Linked DNA regions of Sus scrofa: region 2 is linked to region 1. A link is a contact called in public Hi-C data. All regions are on one chromosome and are shown on one strand. The core of a region is the stretch at or near the end of the contact, and the rest is flanking DNA. Distances in the headings are between cores, read along the strand shown. Region 1 holds the start of NME9 (thioredoxin domain-containing protein 6). Region 2 overlaps PIK3CB (phosphatidylinositol 4,5-bisphosphate 3-kinase catalytic subunit beta isoform).

Region 1 (5,022 bases), core at 1,468-3,967:
TAAAAGAGTCTCATCACATCAATTCTGGTTATGTATTCTCTCTCCTGTTTACATAAGAACAGGGAGATTTGGAGAGGTTGAGGGAATCATTCACAGCAACAAGTGGTAGGACCAGGTGCTTAGACTCGATTAACAGACAGACTATAGCTGGAGCAAAGGTTTCATAACTCTAGAGTGCGAGAATGTCGATGCTGGAAGGTCCTTGGGGATCAAACACCCAACATCCTCATTCTGCAGATGGGCAAGCTAGAGCCCAGGGAGGTTATGTGCTTTATCTAAAGTCCCAGAGTTGGCTAAGAGAAGAGTCAAAACCTACATTAGGTCTTTGGACTTTCAGTCCAAAACTTTCCCTTCCCTGTCCACCTCCACCCCCTGCATGCTACCTTAGACTAGCATTGCTTTCTTCCTTTTAAAAATCACTAGGCTTTTGAAATTCACATGTAAAATGCTGGTGCCACAGAGAACAATAAAGGAGAACCAGGTGCCTCAAGATGACTGCCACTCTACTCTCCGAGAGGCGCCTGGATTCTGGTGGGCTGAACTGACTATGAGACATTTTAAAGTTTAATTTGAAAGGTCCCCCATTACACATCATCCAGATGATCTTACGATAAAGCCCTCCCACTCAGTTCCGGGGCCCATGCTTGCATGTTCTTACCATCACTTTAGAACAAACCACTACTTATTGTCCAGGGCCAAAAAAAAAAAAAAAGTAAATAAACAGAAAGCAGATGCTGGCTTATGGAGTCACTCGTCACAGGCCCAAATGAAGTAAGGCATCTTATAGTTGAAAGTGTAGCAAAACATATTTCTTGAATAAACAAATGATTTTTGAGAGTTGTGGAGGGGAGAACTGGGGCTCCAGAGAGAGCATAGCTACAGACACATGCCTGAACTCAAAGAACCTATACCATACTCTCTCAGCAAGCTGTAATTATACCTCAACAAAAATATGTCACATTGAATTATACCAATTCATATTTTCTTGGTTTCTTGTTTTATTTTAAAAAATGTTTTAGGAGTTCCCGTCGTGGCGCAGTGGTTAACGAATCCGACTAGGAACCATGAGGTTTCGGGTTCGGTCCCTGCCCTTGCTCAGTGGGTTAACGATCCCGCGTTGCCGTGAGCTGTGGTGTAGGTTGCAGACGCGGCTCGGATCCCGCGTTGCTGTGGCTCTGGCGTAGGCCGGTGGCTCCAGCTCCGATTCAACCCCTAGCCTGGGAACCTCCATATGCCGCGGGAGCGGCCCAAGAAATAGCAACAACAACAACAACAACAACAACAAAAAAGACAAAAGACAAAAAAAAAAAAGTTTTAAATTATGGTAGATTTACAGTGTTCAGTCAATTTCTGCTGTACAGAAAAGTGACCCAGTTACACATATACATACATCCTTTTTCTTACATTATCCTCCATCATGTTCTGTCACCAGTGACTGGGTATAGTTCCCTGTGCTGAAGAGCAGGAGAGTTTTATTTTAATTCATGTTTTGGTTTTATAGTTGCATAAACACTATAAGCATAAACAACTTATACCCAAGTTTATGTTTTCTTATATTTAAGTGCACAAAATATCTGTCATTACTAGAGGTCCAATATAAGTTTTTTTCTCTTTAAGACATAAAGGTGCAATATTCAAGTTCAAGAACACAGTCTGTCACATACTACCAGCAGAGTATCATTTTTATATCACTCCGCATCATTCTCTTCACCCTCACCCCGAACCAATCCTATATCAAATGCTGAAAGCAAGCTCCCCTTTGAGGCTTACCTGCAGGGCAATTTCTTTCTTCTTGCTACCCATGGCTCTGCAAAGACAGAAGCTCTGTTACTGAGGGCTCAGACCATTTGGCAGCAATCTATTGAGAAAACGCTGTGTGGATCAGCAAGCCAAAAACCTCCTTCAGACAAAGCCCCTTACCACCCTCCCCTTTAAGTTAATTATGAGTGGCAGCAAAGAAACGCAACGATGCAAAATGAACCCCCCCACCCATGGGAGAAGCGGAGCTTGCTGCCCCCAGGCAGATTTGAGGAGCCCCTTCCCCACCCTGGAGCTGGCCAAGGGGCGCGTGAGTTCAGGGGCCTGTCAGGCATCACAGCGTCCGCAGGGGAATTCTAGCGGAAAAAGGCCAATTTTTGAACCTTGTGGTGCTGTTCTAATTTATTCCTGGGGAACTAAGCCACTGCAAACAGGTACCGGTCCTCAACCTGCAGCGAGAGTTTCCAGCAGACTCTGCAGCAACCCAGCCACGGTCGTCATGGCAACAAAGCGCAGTGCTAAGGCTACCGGGTAATAAACAAGAGTACACATAAGCCACGCCCACTCTGGGCCCAATGGAAAGGCAGGAAGGAGTCCCGCCCCTTGCTGTCAGAATTGGACTGTGGGAATGCTTTCATTGACTGAAGTGTTTGTCTGTGTCTGAGACATTTGGACACACCAGGCAAAGACCTGCTGCATTCATGTACTGTACAGGGGCATTCTCGAATTCCTGCATCTCTTCTGCCCCACCAGGACTGGCATACAGCATTTCTATTGTTACTTAATACATGCTGGGCAGGGATGGCTCCAGGTTTTGAGGAATCTGAAGAGGTTCTCTTTAAGACAAAGAATACAAAATTACAAATTCCAAATTCAGTATGAAAGTAAAGTGGAGCAAATAGAAAACAGTTGCAAATGTGGTACAAATGATCAATACCAATTAAAAGACAGAAATTGCTAGGGAAATTTAAAAAAAAGACCCAAGTGTGTGTTGTCTATAAGAAATCCACTTTTTTTTTTTTTTTTTTGTCTTTTAGGGTCACACCCTTGGCATATGGAGGTTCCCAGGCTATGGGTCGAATTGGAGCTGCAGCCTCCGGCCTACACCACAGACACAGAAACGCCAGATCCGAGCCACATCTTCGACTCACACCCAGCTCAAGGCAACGCCAGATCCTTAACCCACTGAGCAAGGCCAGGGATGGAACCCACGTCCTCATGGATGCTAGTTGAGTGTGTTAAGCACTGAGCCATGACGGGAACTCCAAGAAATCCACTTTAAATATAAAACAGATTTAAAAGGTGTGTGTTTTTTTGCTTTGTTTTGTTTTGTTTTAAAGACAGAGTTAAAAGTAAAGAAGTGGAGAAAGCTATGCCATGCTAACAGTAATCAAAAGAAAGCTGGAGTAGCTATATTAACTTCAGGCAATGAGACTTTAGAACAAGGAAATTTATCAAGGATGAAGAGAGGGCATTACGTAATGTTAAAGACGTCAGTTCTCCGGGAAGACATAACAATACTTAACTGTGTATGTACTTATCAACAGAGCATCAAAATACTGAGACAAAAACTGATAGAAATGCAAAGAAAAAAAAAAAAAACAAACCCACTATTATAATTGAAGATTTCAACCCCGTATCTTTAAGAAATGAATAAATAGGGGGAGTTCCTGTCATGGCGCAGTGGTTTACGAATCTGACCAGGAACCATGAGGTTGCAGGTTCAATCCCTGGCCTTGCTCAGTGGGTTAAGGATCTGGCATTGCTTTGAGCTGTGGTTGCAGACACGGCTCGTATCCCGTGTTGCTATGGCTGTGGCGTAGGCTGGTGGCTACCACTCCGGTTAGACCCCTAGCCTGGGAACCTTCATATGCCACGGGAGCGGCCCTAGAAAAAGGCAAAAAGACAAAAAAAAAAAGAAAAGAAAAGAAAAGAAATGAGTAAATAGGGCAGGCAGATAATGAGCAAGGAAAAAGTTGAACTGAGCAATAACATCAATCAACTTGATCTAATCAACATTTATGCTGTACTTCCTCTAACAAGTACAGAATACAGATCCTTCTTAAGTTCACATGGAACATTCATCGAGAAAGGCCACATTCCAGATGGTAAAACGTATCCTAACCAATTTAAAAGAATAGAAGTCATACAGGTTATGTTCTCAGACCACAATGGAATTAAACCAGAAGTCAATAATAGCTGATGAAAGAAATCTGAAAGATTTAAATAAACAGAGAGATATTCCATGTGTGAGGATAGGAAGAATCAATATTTTGTTAACACATCAGTTTTTGCCAATATGATCAATAGATTAAACATAATTCCAATCAAAATTCCAGCAAGCTATTTTGTGGATGTCAACAAACGGATTCTAGAGTTTATATGAAGAGGTAAGAGACCCAGAAGAGCCAACACAATGCTGAAGAAGAATAACAAAGTTGGATAACTGACACTACCAGACTTCAAGAATTACCATAAAGCTACAATAAGCAGGGCAGCCTTCTAGTGAAAAAATAGATACATAGATCAATGGAAGAGAATAAAAAGTGTAAAAATAGAACTGTGCAAATGTAGTCAACTGATCTTTGACAAAGGGGCAAAGGAAAGTCAATGTAGAAAGAACGGTCTTTTGCCTGAAATGGTGCTGAATAATTGGACATCCACTTGCAAGTAAATAAATAAATATGGACACAAACCTTACACCTTTCATGAAATTAACTCAAAACAGTTCGTAGACATAAATATAAAATGGAGAGCTATAAAACTTCTGGAAAAAAACATAGGAGACAGGGAGTTCCTGTTGTGGCGCAGCAGAAACGAATCCAACTAGGAACAATGAGGTTGCAGGTTTGATCCCTGGCCTCCATCAATGGGTTAAGGATCTGGTGTTGCCGTGAGCTGTGGTGTAGGTCTGCAGCTGTAGCTCCAATTCAACCCATAGCCTGGGAACCTCCATATGCCTCCAGTGCGGCCCTAAAAGGAAAAAAAGACAAAAAAAAAAAAAGAAAGAAAGAAAACACAGGAGACAATCTAGGTGATCTTGGGTTTGCAATGACTTTTTAGACACAGCATCAAAAGAATGATCCATGAAAGAAAAAAAATTTATAAGTTGGAATTTATTAAAATTAAAAACTTGTGCTCTTCAAAAGCCTGTTAAGAGGACGAAAAGATAAAGGAGAAAATATTTGCAAAACACATATCTGATAAAGAAATTTTATCCAAAATATACAAAACTCAACAATAAGATAGCAAACAACCCAAGTT
Region 2 (5,022 bases), core at 1,427-3,926, 350 kb after region 1:
GGAGTAGGCCGGCAGCTGTAGTTCTGATTAGATGCCTAGCCTGGGAACCTCCATATGCTGCAGGTGCAGCCCTAAAGAGACAAAAAGACAAAAAAAAAAAAAAAAAAAAAAAAATTAGGTAATAGTTTTCTGATCACGCTGAAAGGGTTATTGACATAGTCAACCAACCAGCTTTTGAAAACACAAATTCCATCAGTTCTTCAGCAATTTATTTTCCTTTCCTATCATTACAGTTAAGTAATTTCTTCTCCCAGATAATGAATGAACAATGAAAATCTTTTTTTTTTTTTTTTGTCTTTTTAGGGCCGCACCCACGGCATATGGAAGATTCCAGGCTAGGGGTCGAATGGGAGCTGTAGCTGTGGGCCTACACCACAGCCACAGCAATGCCAGATGCAAACTGCATCTGCAACCTACACCACAGCTCACGGCAGCCCTGGAACCTTAACCCACTGAGTGAGGCCAGGAATTAAAACCGCTCGTCCTCATGGATACCAGTTGGGTTTGTTACAACTGAGCCATGACAGGAACTCCCAACAATGAAAATCTTAACTTCAAAACTTTATCGTTTGAATGATAAAGAGTATATTTGTAAGTGGGAATGGATTCACTGAATTAATATAAAATATTATAATTAAACGAGGTGAATTAAATTTGGGGCTCTTTATCTTGTATCTACCCCCAAACCATTCAAATGTAAAGAACTTCCATCATAGACAATTCCAGCAGTCAGGTATGATATGCAACCCAAGTCCTCTATTTAATGAGTATACTCTTGACCAATAAATGGTTAAAAAGTCATCCAAAGCAGACCTGGGACTGAAACCTAGGATACTTTATAGAGAAAAAAACCTCCATGATGAGAAAATTTAACATAGGAAGACACATCAGAATTATCTATATGGAACATGAGAATCACAGCAGTCTCCTCCCATGGATCTATTTAAGAAAAACACTTGGCTCAGCCCAAAGGGAGCAGGCAGCCCCTCCCTCTCAGGACTGCAATGCAAACTTTGGGAGATTGGGAGCCTCATTTTTTTTGCTTTTTAGGGCCACATCCTTGGCATATGGAAGTTCCCAGGCTAGAGGTCCAAAGGTAGCTGTAGGCACCAGCCTACCCCACAGCCATAGTAGCAATGCAGGATCTGAGTCATGTCTGTGACGTACACCACAGCTCACAGCAACGCCGGATCCTTAACCTACTTAGCAAGGCCTGGAATGGAACCAGCAACTTCGTGGTTACTAGTCAGATTCGTTTTCACTGTGCCACAATGGGAACACCAGGATCCTCATTTTTAAAACTATCTATACAACATTCTTAAGCTTATTGTAAAATCCATTCCCATTATAAAACTCGTAAAGCCAGAAGTACAGAAAAGAGGCTTCCTCTTTCCTTAAACTTCCTATTTCACTCGTCCAAAATAATCACTATTGAAGAGTTTGTGTAATTTCTTTTGGATATCACACAATTTAAAACATAAATGATTTATTTTAAAAAGAAGGGAAAAAAGTCACAGTATCCATAATTTTCTGCGAACTTTGTTTTTTTTAAATAATCATACAGTATAATCCCTCATTTTGAGGCTAGAAAGAAAATGTATAAACCTGAAAATGCCATTTGTCTGAGACTGCCTCAATAATGACATTTCATTAAATAAATCCCCTTGATTCACATACATGTACTACCCAAAAGGGACTCTACAAATACGTTCACTGCAGCAGTGTTTGTTATGACGAAATTTTGAGAAAATTAAAAATGTTTCTCCATAGGGAAATAGAGGAAATAAGGTATACCCCAAAACAGAATATTACACAGTAGTGAAAGGAATAAACTACATTTATATGAAATGGGAGAGAATGATCTCAAAAACCTAATGTTGAATTTAAAAAAAAATACTTATGGAAAGACACATTTATGTGATTTTTATATATACAATATTATATCTATATTTTATAGACATATAAGTGTGGTAAAAAAAGGAAAACCTGGTATAGAAGGATACACACCAAATTTGTTATAATGGTTACCTCTGGGAAGTGTAAGTATCAGGACTGAGTGAGCACACTATGAGGATTTTAACTGTAATGTTAATTGTATAAAAATACAAACTTAAAAAAAAAGACAAAATATTAACACTTCTTAATTCTGGGTAGCAGACAGGAAAGAGTTAACATAGTAGCAACCCTGAGTGCTATTCTTTGAAAAAGCATGCTTACAAGGTTAGCCCTTGGCTGATATCTGGGAACATAGACTTCAGAAGGCTTCTCACTGCCCTAACAGATAAGAGTGGCTCACTGGGACTAGACTGGTTTTTTGCAAACAGTATGGTTTATGCTTAACACCCATTTTTCCTTCCAGGAGTTTAGAATTTGGAGATATGCTAGGCAGAGGGTACTTGTAAGACTAGCCGCCCCCACTAAAACAAACAAATGAACAAACAAAAACAACCCTGGCCACCGAATCTCTAGCAAGCTCCCCTGGTAGACAATATTTGGGTGTGTTGTCACAACTGCTGTTAGAGGAATTTAGTGTATTCAGCGTGACTCTACAGGAAAAGGACTTTTAGAGGTTTCTGCCTGGTTTCCTCCAGACTTTGCCCCATGAATCTTTTCCCTTTCCCAATTTTGCTCTGTATCCATTTGTTGTAATAAATATTAGCCAAGAGTAACTATATGCTGAGTCCTATGACTCTTCCTGACTCAGAGTCATGGAACATGAGGGTGACATTGGGGACCAGCTGACCCAGTTTTTGTTTGTTTTTTGTTTTATAATATGAAGTAAATATGAGAGGCTGAGCATATGAAAGAGTGGAAGGGAGAAAGGGAACAAGTGTTTCGAACTCTAAATCATTCCAAGCCCTTTCTTTTCTTATGAGACATTCAAGCAGACCTCAACTTCTCCTCCCACCCACAAGTTACTCCATGATCCAAAAAAAGCCACCTGCAAGAGATACCTCATCTGTCGCAGGCAGCCAACAGCATATTCTCGCACGTACTGATCTGGATAGTTGAAATCCAGAAGCTCCAGGGCCTCCCGCGGGGGCAGTTTAGGCCAAATCTGAAGTAGTGCCTGAAGCTGTTTAAAAAAAAAAAATGAAACTGGTTCAGAAATTTAGCAAAGTGATCTATTTTTCCTTGGTACACAGGAGCTGAGATGGAGCAAAAGAAAGGAGAAGCAAACTTGCAGTTTACTGAGGTATCAAAAGTCCATTATTATTATTATTATTTTTTTTTTTTTTTTTAAAGGGCCACACCCATGGCATATGTAAGTTCCCACCTAAGGGTTAAATCAGAACTGTAGCCACTGGCCTACACCTCAGCAGCAGCAACTCGGGATCAGAGCCGAATCTATGGCCTACACCACACGGCAGTGCCAGATCCTTTAACCCAGTGAGCGAGGCCAGGGATCAAACCCACATCCTCAAGGATATGAGTTGGGTTCGTTACTACTGAGCCACAAAGAGAACTCTTTGAAAAATACATTCTTGTTAATACAGATTAATAAAGACTGTCTCTGTTGAAATATTCTAAAAGGTAAGCAAGTATATAAAAGCAAGCTATTATGTTACTTACCTGGAATTTATGAATGCCACAATCATTACCCATTAAATAATTTTTTTAAAGGAAGGAAAGGTGGTGGGAGGGGGGTAAGGTGAGGGGAAGGGGGAAGGGAGAGAGCAGAGAGAAATGATCAAGAAATACTTACGGGAAAATTCAAAGTAAGAATATTAGCTTCAGGGCTCAACCTGATTACAAGCACTTTTTTTTTTTTTAGGGCCGCACCCCTGGCACATGGAGGTTCCCAGGCTAGGGGTCTAATCAGAGCTGTTGCTGCCAGCCTACACCACAGGCACAGCCACGCCAGATCCGAGCTGCGATCTGTGTCTGCGACCTTGACCTGCTGAGCTAGCCAGGGATAGAATCTGAAACCTCATGGTTCCTAGTCAGATTCATTTCCACTGCGCCATGGTGGGAACTCCACAAGCAATTTATACATAAGAAGTTCATTAATAACAACATAGGATGATCTTGAGGGAGTTTTTTTTTATCTTTTTAATGTTAATACATTTTTATAATTGATTTGGGATTTAATGTTAACTCTTAGCGTTTTTAAGAATATCACTTAACAGGAGTTCCCATCATAGCTCAGTGGTTAACGAATTAGACTAGGAACCATGGGGTTGCTGGTTTGATCCCTGGCCTTGCTCAGTGGGTTGAGGATCCTGAGTTGCTGTGAGCTGTGGTGTAGGTCGCAGACGTGGCTTGGATCCCGAGTTGCTGTGGCCGTGGTGTAGGCCGGCAGCTACAGCTCTGATTAGACCCTGGCCTGGGAACCGACATATGAGGCAGGTGCAGCCCTAGAAATGACAGAAAGACCAAAAAAAAAAAAAAAGTGTCACTTAACAAAACTTTATTGACCATATCATGTTCAAATCCTTTAAATCATAATAAGTAACCCATAAGAAATAAATACTATGTGCCATCTGTTTTGTAGCTAATAGGGAAGAAAAGTGGTTATGTAGGAGAGTAAAAATTTTTTTGATAATTATGATTTGTGGCTTTCCAAAGCTCAAAAAAGCTATCTGACAAAATCTTAATTCTTTTCTCTCTCTCCCCTTTTTTTTTTTTTTTTTGTCTTTTTAGGGCTGCACCTACGGCACATGGAGGTTCCCAGGCTAGGGGTCTAATTGGAGTTGTAGCTGCCAGCCTACATCAGAGCCACAGCAATGCCAGATCTGAGCCACTTCTGCGACCTACACCACAGCTCATGGCAATGCCAGATCCTCAACCCACTGAGCAAGGCCAGGGATCGAACCCAAAACCTCATGGTTCCTAGTCAGATTCGTTTCCAATGCGCCACAATGGGAACTCCAAAATCTTACTTCTTAACATGTGATTTATGTCATTGGGTTTTCTTGGGCCTCATCACATAAGTGGCACTGATATCAAGTCCAAGGAAGATAAACAAAATGTACAAAGACCAGGGCTACAAAAACAGATGGCAATGGTTGGAGGTGTTTC

Evidence for each region. Hi-C and Micro-C count contacts between places; a contact is called where the count stands out from the background.
Region 2: a Hi-C map of alveolar macrophages shows a contact between it and region 1, with 2.8 times the contacts expected there. The contact joins the enhancer-like site here to the promoter of NME9 in region 1. A contact is called at or near these places in 14 of 47 Hi-C or Micro-C datasets (alveolar macrophages, embryonic fibroblasts, fetal heart ventricle and 7 more) and 1 of 2 datasets of contacts at active chromatin or transcription factors (alveolar macrophages).

The regions. Positions count from the first base shown.
Region 1 is chr13:79,112,242-79,117,263 of Sscrofa11.1, forward strand. It overlaps NME9 (thioredoxin domain-containing protein 6), which reads right to left and starts at 2,718. Exons shown (of 12, transcript XM_021069506.1): 1 at 2,142-2,718; 2 at 1,771-1,807.
Region 2 is chr13:79,466,560-79,471,581 of Sscrofa11.1, forward strand. It overlaps PIK3CB (phosphatidylinositol 4,5-bisphosphate 3-kinase catalytic subunit beta isoform), which reads right to left. Exons shown (of 25, transcript XM_021069526.1): 15 at 2,955-3,076. Among named protein-coding and RNA genes, the nearest start is that of FAIM, 71 kb to the left of the region's middle. Within about 2 kb of position 2,677, at least 9 of the 83 cell types and tissues checked have an H3K27ac peak or open chromatin away from gene starts, as enhancers often do. A contact at or near this core is called in alveolar macrophages and skeletal muscle, where this site is marked.